2 separate regions of the Zea mays genome follow, and region 1 is linked to region 2. A link is a contact called in public Hi-C data. All regions are on one chromosome and are shown on one strand. The core of a region is the stretch at or near the end of the contact, and the rest is flanking DNA. Distances in the headings are between cores, read along the strand shown.

Region 1 (6,149 bases), core at 1,379-3,878, 140 kb after region 2:
TCACGGCAAAGAACTTGCTGATGTACTATCCGGCTGACCAGGGGGAAGCGCCCCTCACGGAGGAGGAGCGCGCAGAGCGGCTCAGGGGAATGACCAAGGAGATAGACAAGTCGAACACCAGGCTACATGGCAGAGCCACGGCTGATGACGCTAGGCCCAAGGAGGAGGAGGGGGCCGCCATACTGTACGCGCTAGTTGCAGGCTCTACTCCGGGAGGGATGGCCTACCACGACCCTGACAAGTTGAAGAAGTACGATCTGGAGGACCTGAGGAAGACCCCGAACCCTTTCTACCTCGAGTCGGACAAGAAGGCTGGCAACGGGTACAGTTTTGTGAGGACACCGTCGCCGGCACCCGGCGTGGACGAGTCGCCGTTCATGACGTGGGGTGAGATCGACGGAACGCCGCTGAGGCTGGACCCCGACGAGACGCCGGGCGGCAGCGAGAGAGCGCATTTCAAGATGCCACCACCTCCTGCTCGCGACGTCAAGGCGCACTTGCTTTCGAGGGATGCCGCCCGGAAAATAAAGGAGCGGTCTAAGCCCTTCCATAGGCCGCCCCTACCCTCCCCTGCGAGGGGTGTCAGCGCGAGCCCTAGAACCCTTTCGCCAGCCGCGCAAAAATTCGTGAGGAACGCCATCTCCAAGTCGTCAAAGTCCTCCAGCGCCATTGACGAATCTCTCCGTGCAAGCTACAGAGGCTCGACCCCGTCTGCGAGCACTCCCAAGTCAAGGTTTTCAAGAGACCCTGGCCTCGCATCGCGTTCTCCATCCACAAGGCAGGGTTCCACCCCTCCCTGGTGAGTGTTGGTGAGTGTTAGTAAACCTCTTAATGTTATTTCATAAAATGGGTAGGTGGCCCATCCTGTACTGTAACAAATTGTATAATGATGGAAGATAGTAAATGATGAAGTGATGCTTATTTTTCTATTATCTGAGCCACCCTTACCAAAATCAATGTCATGAGCATATCTTTGCATGCTAAGTTCCAACATGTACTTGAATTTTCAATTTCAAAGGCATAGGCATCTGGGCAGAAACAATGGGTTTGGCAAGAACTTCCATGTCACTGTACTGTACTCTAAGGCAGATCGTGCATCTGGTCTTGCAAAAAAATCTCATAAAAGAGTTTGAAATAGGAGGTGGGATGAGGAATGAGATAAGGGAGCTGCTGGAGATAGCCTAATAGTTTGTAGTTTATTTCTTATGTTTGTACTCTTTTCCGCATAGATGTATATAACAAAATGGATCCTATTGTAATAGTTTGCCAAACTGGGGAAACATATATAAATATAGTTTGGGGGAGAGGACCTTTGTCTATTTCCACTCTTTCTCGGCTTCTCTAATCGTCGCTCGCCTGTTTGAGAGTGTTTACCAACATTGGTTGGCTGGGGGGAATTTTGGGAGAAGAAAAGAAAAAGGTAGATGGCAGTATTGTGGAGGACGGTGTGGTGCTTCTCCTTTCATCACGCTAGATGCTAGTGTGTGCCATGGTGGGGAGCCAATCTGAAGCCTCAGGCTGATTTCTGGTTAGTTGTGTGTTCGCCTTTCTGTGGAAGTTTTTGTTGTTGTTGTTGTTGTTGTTGTATCGACCAGATTGAGAGTTGAGTTGTAGTTCACATCAGAAGATCAGGCTTGGCAGTTCATTGGTTTTATGACTTGGATCATGTTCAGTTGCATCTTCTGGCCTTGGATCGTGGAGTCATATTCATATCCTGTACACAGAGATGCAAAATGAAGTGTCCTTATGCTGATAGCTGGATCTGTTAAGGCAGGCAGCAGAGGAAGAGATTCGGATGTAGAATGAGGTGTTGAATGTTTGCATATTGCAGCCTCAATTTTTTTTGTTGTTGATCCATACTCATAAATTTTTGAACGTTGTAGTTCTGATATTTTTGTACTTGCATCCTCAATCCTTGATTCTTCGTTGAACATATTATATTTTCGTGACATGCTTCTATGATCCTGCGATTGCGGGGGTTCGGTTAAAATAACATAATGTATGAACTAGGACTGAAATGTAGCAAGTGTTCTAAGTCAATCTCAGTATAATTTCGGCTTACATTACAGACTAAGTGGTTTGCTATCATTATATCCCTAAAAACAAAGACAAGGCAGAAATCTCTGCCATGGTCCTATACATAAGACCTGTCCAACAGCAAAATAACAAGCACGATGAGATGCTACCTAATTCAGATTCGCACAGGTGTTTGTGTAAAAATACAATTCGATGGCAGAAAATGGAACTGATTTATGACAAAAAAACATTTGGAAATAATTAATCTGATATAGAGCTGTCTACCGAAAACATTCTTTTATAGAGGTTCGCCATATATCCTAGAAAAGACAAGCTTGTTGGCTTGACTTTAATTGGTATATTTTATCTTTATGAATTATAATTAGAACAGTTCGAACAGATGGCTATGGCTTAAAGCCCCAGCGAACAGCTAATCTTATCGGCACCAAAAAGATGCAAGGAACCGAGTTATAGAGACTCGACACTGGCAGCTTACAGGAATTAGGGAAGTAGACTGCTCAATGGATGATGCACAATATCTCACCATCTGGTGATACGTACGATATGATAGGTAGGAAGCAAAAAAAAAAAAAAAAAACTCCTATTCCGAGGCCCAGCTCAGTCCACGCCGAGCATAGCCCAATCTGTAAGTTTGGACCAGAGCCCATGGCGATACGGCCCAGCACATAGGCATAGCCCTCCCGCCGTCATCCTTGGCTTCCCCGCTCCCGTCGCGACTCCAATCGCAATTCGCAATTCCCAGCCCCATTCCCCGTCGGCCGACTCCAGCGAGCGACTTCGCCCCGGTCGGAAGCACCACCAGCCACCAGCGATGTCTGGCGAGGAGGAGGAGAACGCCGCGGAGCTCAAGATCGGCGAAGGTCCATGCTCTTCCGCGCCGCCCTCCTCTCCTCTCCTCCCCTCCCTTCTCAACCACCGTCCAGTCCTTGGGCGCGCGGGCGGGCTAGGGTTTTCGTCCTCCCTCTCGATCTCACTCAGCTCACCCGTAAGCCTGTGGGCGCAGAGTTCCTCAAGGCCAAGTGCCTGATGAACTGCGAGGTGGCGATCATCCTGGAGCACAAGTACGAGCAGATCCAGCAGCACGCGTCGTCGGAGTCGGACCCGTCGTCGCAGGTGTCGCAGGTGTTCGAGAAGTCGCTGCAGTACGTGAAGCGCTTCAGCCGCTACAAGAACCCCGACGCCGTGCGCCAGGTCCGCGAGACGCTGAGCCGCTACGGCCTCGCCGAGTTCGAGCTCTGCACGCTCGGCAACCTCTGCCCCGACACCAGCGGCGAGGCCACCGCGCTCGTCCCCTCCCTCAAGTCCGGCGGCAGGTTCGTCGGCGACCCCGGGGACGAGAAGATCGAGAAGATGCTCAACGACCTCTCCCTCATCAAGAAGTTCGAGTAGAGCGGGAGCCCTCTCTTCTCTTATCTTCTTTTCTCTTGGAGTAGCGAGCATCCAGAGAGGAGGGGAATTCAACATCAAGACGATGTACTGATAAAATTTTACTTGCCTTACACTACTATCGTTGAGGTTCACGTCTGCGTATTGATTAGAACCTTGTTTGATCGATAATCCAATATACTAGTAGTATGTGTGTGGTTGATGATCTGTCTGGAATTCTACACGAGAAGCCTGCAGAGGATGAGGATCCGAGTTGGCCATGCCCTCTGTTCTTCAGCTCGAAATGTACTGATTTCCTTGCTATTGTTAAGGTTCATATTATCTTCATCCGCTTTCCATCTAGTCATGTATACATGAATTAATGGAACCTAATCGCTCGAGCACAGACACGCTTAACCTACGACTACGAACACATGTGTGGTTCAGCTATATCTCAAACTGTTTCTAGTCTGTCTACACAGACACGCTTCCATTGCGTGAATTTTAACTTTGTAGGCCTTCGATGCAAAGCACCCTTCCCCTAGGTCAGTGCTTGGATTATGTTCTGCTCTCTTCGGTTCCTTCGTGCTGTAGGACTCTTTCAAGGCAGAAATGAACGAACATCCAGTATATGTTCTTCAGTTCCTGCTCCTTCATGCTGTAGTACACTCCTTCCCAAATAGAAACCGCAGGCCCAGAACTGAAGACTCGCCGACACATCTTTTTCTTGCCGGTACTCAGGTTGGTGTTCTATGGATTAGTGGAACCTTGTTGGTTAATCAAGTTAATTAACATGTAAACTTAATTACCATTGCTATATCTAGCTCTATCACAGTGCGGACTGTTAGTATAAGCATCAAGTAGAGCACAAATCAAATTCAGTCACAACTAGCATGGAGGTCTCTTGGTGTGAAGTTTATCACATATGTGCACTAGGAATCCAAGCTCGGCCTTGAATTCGGTACATCTGTGACACTTACACAGTAACCACCACAGCACAGGACGCATGGATCTCACACCTTACATACGTGTGTATATATATATATATATAGTTACAACAGCTTACAAGCGACTCATTCTCAACGGGCGACTCATCTTCCATGGGCACTTCATGAGCACCAGTTCCAGCAGCCAAACGACGGCGGCACCCGGCCGGTCCTCCTGATGTGCTCTGCCTGCTCAGCGGTCCTCGCGGCTGCGCGGTTCCGTTTCAGCTCCGCCGTGGCACGCTTCTCGTCTGCGCTGTGCCTCGCCGACGCGAGCTTGGTCATCAGCTTGTCTTGCGCGCGGGCACGCATCCGCTCCACCTCGACCTTGAGGAAAGGAACGCAAAGCACGGGCCATGGTTAAAACTATCGATACCAACAATGCAGTATCCACAAACACAGCTCAGCGCTGCACCCTTTGGGTTTGTATGTTCTTCTGAACCTGAACATCTATGGCAAACTGAACAGAAGAACTGAATCACAGAGTGGTGGCACAGCACAACGAGGCTGCCTCATTTGAGTACAGTAGCCTAGAAACACTTGCCGTCCTGTATTAAGAACAAACAACACTTGGACTACTTGCTACTGTCAAATCCAAATGGATACTGACGCCAACCGCTATGTGCAGGTGCAGTCGAAAACTAGTGTCCTGGCTGTAAGTTATATCTCATGCTAAATTTGAGAATGCATTGCATCTTCATCGGGAGTGTCCAAATGAAATGATAGCCTAGAGAGGGCAATGCCATTGAGTTCAGACGGATAGTAGCCGCAGCAGGTGTGGGATCTAGGCCGCTAACTTTTCGCCTCTGTGTTTTAAACTTTCACAAGTTAAAACTCAAGAGGTGAAAATGCATGTGTGTCTCGGTAACGTGGAGAATCCATCAGGGATCTATCGCCCATCGTTATTAACAGGAAAATTGACAGGAAACAGTCTGCGAACCTCGATTTTCCTCATCTCAGCTTCTATCTGGGCTTTCTGATGGTCCTCCCAAGCCTGGATCTTGATCTCTTCTCGCTTGAATCTGCAGAGCAGAAAAGCACAGGATAATATCAAGTCACCGAGCACGCAGAGGATTCGAACATAGATACTATAAAAGACAATCAGACATAAGCACCTCGCTAAATACTTGGCCTTCTCCGCCTCCTCCCACGCAGCCGCACGGATCGCGGTTATGTTCTGCGTCGACTGGTCCATGGGCACCGGTTTCAGCGAGAGCGAGGCGTCCTTCTCCTCCTCCTTCTTGCTCGCCCATGCCGCGATGCTGGTCTTGCCTAGCTGCGTGCCAAGGAGCATGATCTCCCTCCTGGTTTTGGTCTGCAGCTCCTGCTCGCTCAGCTCCGAGCTGCTGCATTCTCCTCCGTGGCTGATGAAGGAGCCGACTGCGCTGGGGCCACCGAGCGTCCTCCGTGGAGTCGTTGGCTGGGAGCAGTTTGGGCTCGTCGCCCTCACCGGCGTCCCGGTCCGGGACGGCTCTTGGCTTGCGATGGGCGTCATCTCTGTGCCCATGTCCCTCATCGACACTGACCGGACCGTTGTTGGAGGAGGTATGCATGTTGCTGCGCTCTGAAGCGTGGTGGATGCATCATGGCGGTTGAAATTAACTGCATCCAGTGCCACTTTTTTCCAGTTAGAAGAAGAGAGCAAAATCATATCATGAGGGGAAGGCGAAGTGAGCACAGCACAGCCCTTACCAGCTGCTGAAGCAGCAGCCACTGTAGTTTCTACAGCGAGTAGTGTGGTCTTTGTTGGGCAGGGCTCCG
Region 2 (6,238 bases), core at 453-2,952:
CCACTAAATATTTTCCCAATATGCATCGCTTTTGTCACTAAAAATAAGTATGTGATCATGCTGTTTTTTTACCTATAATCAATGACCTTCCCCTCCCTCTGGCCTTTAGAATTTAAGCGGTTGCGCAAGTCCAAGTGATTTCTCGGCTTCTCCTGCATTAGAGGATCCAGGAATAAAAAATATGATCAAATGGTGCCAACACCAAGAAACTAATATGGTAATATGCTGCTAAGATTATGGAATGATTGCTTTGTCAATTGTTAAAAAAAATACTTCCGTACTTGAGAAGTATAATAAATGTACTATTTAATAGAAATAAAACCGTAATCAGCATTGCAAAAAAATGGTTGGAAACTAAGAGTCACTAATGCCGTGTTTGGTTCCGCCCCAGTTAGCTGAAAGTATTACGTAGCATTGGGGTGTTTGGTTCTCTAGATAATGAACTAGCTAATACAAACAAAAGGACATGAGTACCCTTTTTATTTGGCGCCACCAGTGAAAATCATGGTTATACGGGTCAATTACCCAATATTATCTGTCATTAGCTGAGGTTAAAAAAAGATAATAAGTTAAAGAAATCAGGAGTCTAGCTAAAGTTTATCTAGTTCATTATTTAGACAATTGGTTTCAAGGTAGCTAAAGTTTAACGAATACTACCTCCGTTCTCGAATATTTGTCGCTCGCTAGTTCATTTTTGAACTAAACCGTGACAAATAAAAAGAACATAGGGGTACTGATTATCTGGATGTAACCAAACAAAGCCTAAATTAAAGGCAACTGAAAGAGAAGTTGTAGATTCACTTACACTCGAAATTCCAATCTCTAGCTCCGCCTGGAAAGAAGATGAAGAGGCACGTCAGAAAGCGTGTGTCTCAAATTGCTGGGACAAAATTGAAACATATGAAACACAGATCTCATTTGCTGGCAGTAGGTAGGCACTTCCATATGCGGATATGCCACTTGAACCCAAATTGAGTCTTTCATACAGAATGGCGTATTTCCCACTACTCAGTGCAGCATCGCGCGAATCTATCCAGCGATTTCAAGTTACCGACACGATGGTGCTTGCCAGGTTTGACTCCAGCAGCATCGAAATTACAGAGAGAACGCTAAGATCCGAACTCGAGGTACATATATAGGGAAGCGGAAGAGGGAACTCACAGCAACGGCCTTGCAGGCGGCGCACTTGTCTCCGATGGCGGATGCAGGGATGACGACCTCCGCAAGGATGGCGGCGAGGAGAAGGAAGGCGCCGGATCTGTAGATTGCAGATCTCGGCTCCATCTCCGGCGGTCTCGTCTCCGGTCTCCCTCCCGATTTCCAGTCTCCGCTTCCGCGTGAGGGGTGGTCGTTTTACAGATGTGGCCTCGAGATCCTGTACATGTTCAAACACGTCCGTACTATTTCAGCTGCTACAGAAGTTTCCGGAACTGCGGTGTCTTCAACTCTTCAACAAGACAACAAGGGCCTCTAAGAGCAACTTCAATAGTTCTCTAAACAACTCTCTAAATCTTAAATTTAAGAAATGAACAGAAAAATGCTTCTCCAATGGTTCTCTAAATAGACTTGCTAAATTTACTTAGTTGCTATTCAACTCTATTTACTCTCCACATTTAGCAACTCGGTAGGAACTCCGTAAATGCAGTTGACGTCAATTTCTTCATACTAGCGTGATTATTTTTCTCTTTCCCACCCAGTAAGATAGCCAGGTATAGCACGCTCTTTTTTCATTTTCTAGCATAATGAGGTAGCTAGGTCAAACACGCATGACACAAGTTTATCCTTCACCGTCGAACCTAACTTCCTCATAGGTTACGCCACCGGACCACCACTCATCCATAGTTTATATCGACGACCTTTTTTCTTCCGCCCTCACATCCTCTGCTCTCAACCTTATTATCAGACAGATCTCATAAGGGCAGGGCCACTAAAGATAGATTCGAAATCGAACTACTTTGTAAATATGAGCAACTATTGGAGACTAAGTTATTTTTTACTTCCAATAGCTATTTAGCAACTTGCTAAACATGATTTTGGCAAGCTATTTTTTAGAGAACTACTGGAGTTGCTCTAAATTTAGAGGTTCACACCCTCCTGCAAATATTCGATATTGTGGTCTCTAAAATTTAGTGTTCCAAATGGCATCAGCTAAGAACATCTCTAAAAGCTCCCTAAAAATAACTATCAACATGTTTTAAGTATCATCCTATAATCTATAAAGAATAGATTTTAATATGTTCTCCAACGGTCACCTTAAAAGTATATATAGAAATTTTAAACTACGTTAAACCAACCTTGGACCTATGTTGATCAAACATAGTATTGTCATTTTCCATAGTCAGTCCAGCCGCTTCATTCATCTACGTGCTATCAAGGTATGATTTTCTATTCAATTGACATGTCTCAGTCACTTGTAGGCATAGTGATCAATGCATATGGTGACGTTGGGACAGTGGAAGAGGTGGGCTGCAGCAACCATGTGCACGGGAAGCGGTAAAAAGGGTAAAATCAACTCAACTTGGCGGCGACTCGCCCAGAAAAATTCCTGTTTCTAGCTATAAATGAGTGACTTTTAAGAGAAATTAAAAAAATAGGGCTAATTCAAGGGGAACTGTTTTTACGTTTTCCAAAAAAAAATAATTTAGAAGAGACTTATAGAAACCTTTTAGATATCTCTAAATGTGGCCACTCGATACCTACTCTCACGCCATTTCAACGACATACTACATTACTATTGCATTTTTTATTTCTCGTAAAGGAATGTGGTATACTTAACATGATTACTAACTAAGTGAGTACACGTGCGTTGCAACGAGAACATATTATACCATGATAACTTATATACAACACTAGGTGTATGTCCGTATGTTGCTACGGACTCAACATGTACTGGTAAGATGCAATGAGATGTATAAGCACTATGATAAAATACATTGATATGCAAAACAATTATTGTTATTCTATACTTTTGTTAGTTACATACCTAAAAAATATAGTACAATGGTTGTGCGTTGCAATGACACACAAATTCGATAAAATGTTAATGTACAATAACTGCACAAAAAACGAATAGCGTACATTATTATAGATCTAAATTTTTCACATCCTATTTTTATATCAGACTTCCATCTTATTAATATTTTGTTAGACGAGAAACAGACATGTTAAGAAAACTTGGTCCAAAACCTCTATAAAAGCCCCTCCAGCCATCTTCATCAAACAACGGCAAGCAACAGTCTGGTAGTTTTCATGACTGAAGGCCTACTCTTACCATAGTTGTCCATAACCTGAAATCACATGAAAATAATAAAACACCCGGTGATGGAATTCTCACAATTACCATGCATGATAATAGTTCCTTCTATGACTGTAGTTAGCTACTTAGTTGTACTAACTTTAAGTTCGGGTACATACCTATGTAACAAAGGTGATATGATAAACAACCAACTTCTGCAAAGATCAAGAAAGCGTAGATGTAATGCTCCAAGATGGATCACCTTTTTTCAAATACCGAAAAAGGAAAAAAACAAAGTATATTGGTGCAAAGAGCATAATAAAGGTGCGCTAAGATACGCATAATCGCACAGTATGTTCTAGGATCAATGCACTTCAATAGTCATGTTAACGATGGGGAAAGTCATGGAATGACAAACATACATTTATCAATAGGTTCAATACAAGTGGACCAATAAATTGAGAAGCATCATTGCCAATCTACAATGTTGAGAGAGAGAGATGATGATGATGATGAGCTACTGAGAATATCACAAAGTGTTTATAATGGGAAAAATATTAAAACTTTAATTAAAAGCCACATCATCTAAAGAGAATGTTCCATAGTTCTTCTAGCACCTCGAGTAGGTAGTATATATAGGAGATGTGCATCAGTACAAACCATGGACCTTTCTTTCGCTCATCCGTGAATTGCTTGCTACAGGGTACGGTGTGCGTAAAGAAACAAAAAACCAGTTTCGACAGACAGACATATACATACAGTTGAGGTGATTTGAATAATAAGGAAGACAAGAAAAAAAATTGATGACAAACATCTTTTTTGTGCACAAAGCAACAAATAAGCATATATGCAATAGCACTAAAACCAAAGATAAACTAATAAACGAGTGAGATTTCATTTGAACCGGGGTAGAGCTTATCCAGTTAACCAGTTACCATATTACAAGACAACTATTAAAAACATAAGCAACTCCACTACTTAATGGAACCTAAAGAAGATATACCCCTAATTTAGAACCATTCTTATATTCAGACATTAGCATTTTATATAACTCAAGCAGTCATACAAGAAGATGATGAGCTATCTCAACAATCCATTTTTTTAATACCCAAGCCCAAATTGCTAGCCTCTTATAACATAAGAATAGATAGAACAGTGTTGTATTTTTTAACATATTTACATGCAAAAAAATATTTAATGCCTTAAATCATGGGCAAAATGTTGTCAATAAACAAAAAACAAACATGTGCCAAAGTATATGTAACACCAGCAATGCCAAAAAACTCTGCTCTCTTTAAAGCATGTCTGCCAAATGATTTACAACAAGCAGGCTACTAATAAATTAAGTTACATGACATTGCGATATAGATACCTCTGAATAAATCCATTGCATATGCTCTGCATCATCACCATCAAAAGGTTTTCCAGGATGAACCTAAAAAAGTGAATATAACAGTTAGTAGTGTTGGGTAAATGTCTAGAGAAAAATAATGTGCAGAGAATATAGTACTGAAGCGTCCCCAATCCTCTGGGACTCAAATGTGTTACAATTACTAGTCTCAGGAGGCTAGTAAACACATTTATACATCAGATGATTCCAGATCTGCTTAAACGAGACAAACCTATAAAGGTGGCGATCAACTTTAAGAGTTGGTCCACAACTCGAGACATATCATCAGAGTAGGGCTGAAGCAGCCCGATATACGCAGCGAAGCAAATCAGTGGTCCAACAGCCACAGGCAAGGTTGGGAACATTCGTAACTCTTACCCGATCTCCTTTTTCTGAAAAACAACAAATAAGCAAGGGTGAGTACAAACGTACTCAGCAACCCACCTTCACCCGCGGAATGGGGAAATCAGATATAATGCATGGAATATGTGGAGCTCAGGATATTTTGCAGAAACAGCAATATTTTATGCAGAGTTGTTTTTGAAAAACATTTTGTATTTTTGCAAAGCGCATCCTCTCCAAAAGGAGCAGGAAGTTTTTCAGTATTATAACAAAATCCCCTGGACTAAACCATCCAGGTATCTCAACAGTTTCCCACTGGTTTTCCTTTTCAAAAACAGCTACTGGACTTCCCGTCCACCATAGCTCACGGCTCAACCGCCGAACCTTTTAAAAACCACTTTTCTCAAAACCATCTCTTTTTTTGGAAAACAAAACATTAATTACCATACCAGACTCGTCCATTCCTGTGGACACAGACTATTCGAATAAGTTTGAACTCTGCGCAGAGGTGTACACTTTACCCACTAGTCCGGCTCTGCGATCTCATAGCTAGTGAGACCCGAATCCGACTCTCTTTCTTTCCCCGCACGTCCTAACCTTAACGATTATTCGGAAGGAGTCAGGCCACCACCATGTCCAAACCGGACAAAACTTTCCCCCTCCTTATCCTCCTGGTGCTCCCCAGCCTTCATAACCCTGGGGTTGGACCGTACGAGTTCAGATTGAGTGACTGCCCACACAGTCTCGAGTGGTTGTACTATTAACGAGTACAGGTAGTGAAGATGACAAACCGGTCCTTATATGAGGGGACAATCCTTCTGCTCACGCCTAAACCAGCTGAGCCAACACCTTAGGCCCTCCCCTAAACCAGGGAGTCCCGGATTATCCCACTCACAAGGTGATAAGGGTGAAAACCCTTCATCACACACATTTTGAAAAGCATTTTCTTTTGAAAACTCACATCTGTTCTCAAATCATTTGGAACATATATATCAGGGATTGATTGCGGCAAGCGGCTGGGTGGCCATAATAACTTGTCTCAAAATCATATCATGCATAAAATAACAGGCTGAGGGTTGTGGTTGAAAAATCATAGGTAATTTATGCATCAAAGGGATCCAGTGAGCTTGTCGTGCTTATTCGGCGAAGGGGGAAGGGGAGGTCGTGGAACTGGCTTCTGGCTCCACCGCCTAGCGTAGACTCGCAGATCTGGCCTCCACGAGACGGCACGAATGCTTCGATAACTATGCAACATGAACAAGCAAACATAC

Evidence for each region. Hi-C and Micro-C count contacts between places; a contact is called where the count stands out from the background.
Region 1: a Hi-C map of leaf shows a contact between it and region 2, with 6 times the contacts expected there. The contact joins the promoter of LOC100282338 here to the promoter of LOC100272679 in region 2. A contact is called at or near these places in 4 of 25 Hi-C or Micro-C datasets (ear, leaf and tassel).

The regions. Positions count from the first base shown.
Region 1 is chr4:248,640,726-248,646,874 of Zm-B73-REFERENCE-NAM-5.0, forward strand. It overlaps LOC100282338 (DNA-directed RNA polymerase II 16 kDa polypeptide), which reads left to right and starts at 2,629. Exons shown (of 2, transcript NM_001159480.2): 1 at 2,629-2,897; 2 at 3,041-3,790. The coding sequence starts at 2,849. The coding sequence ends at 3,426. It overlaps LOC103654974 (splicing factor ESS-2 homolog), which reads left to right. Exons shown (of 1, transcript XM_020552964.2): 1 at 1-932. The coding sequence ends at 803. It overlaps LOC100193979, which reads right to left. Exons shown (of 6, transcript NM_001139046.1): 3 at 6,081-6,149; 4 at 5,504-5,990; 5 at 5,329-5,410; 6 at 4,249-4,715. The coding sequence ends at 4,512.
Region 2 is chr4:248,500,875-248,507,112 of Zm-B73-REFERENCE-NAM-5.0, forward strand. It overlaps LOC100272679, which reads right to left and starts at 1,703. Exons shown (of 9, transcript NM_001348051.1): 1 at 1,162-1,703; 2 at 806-832; 3 at 73-152. The coding sequence starts at 1,284.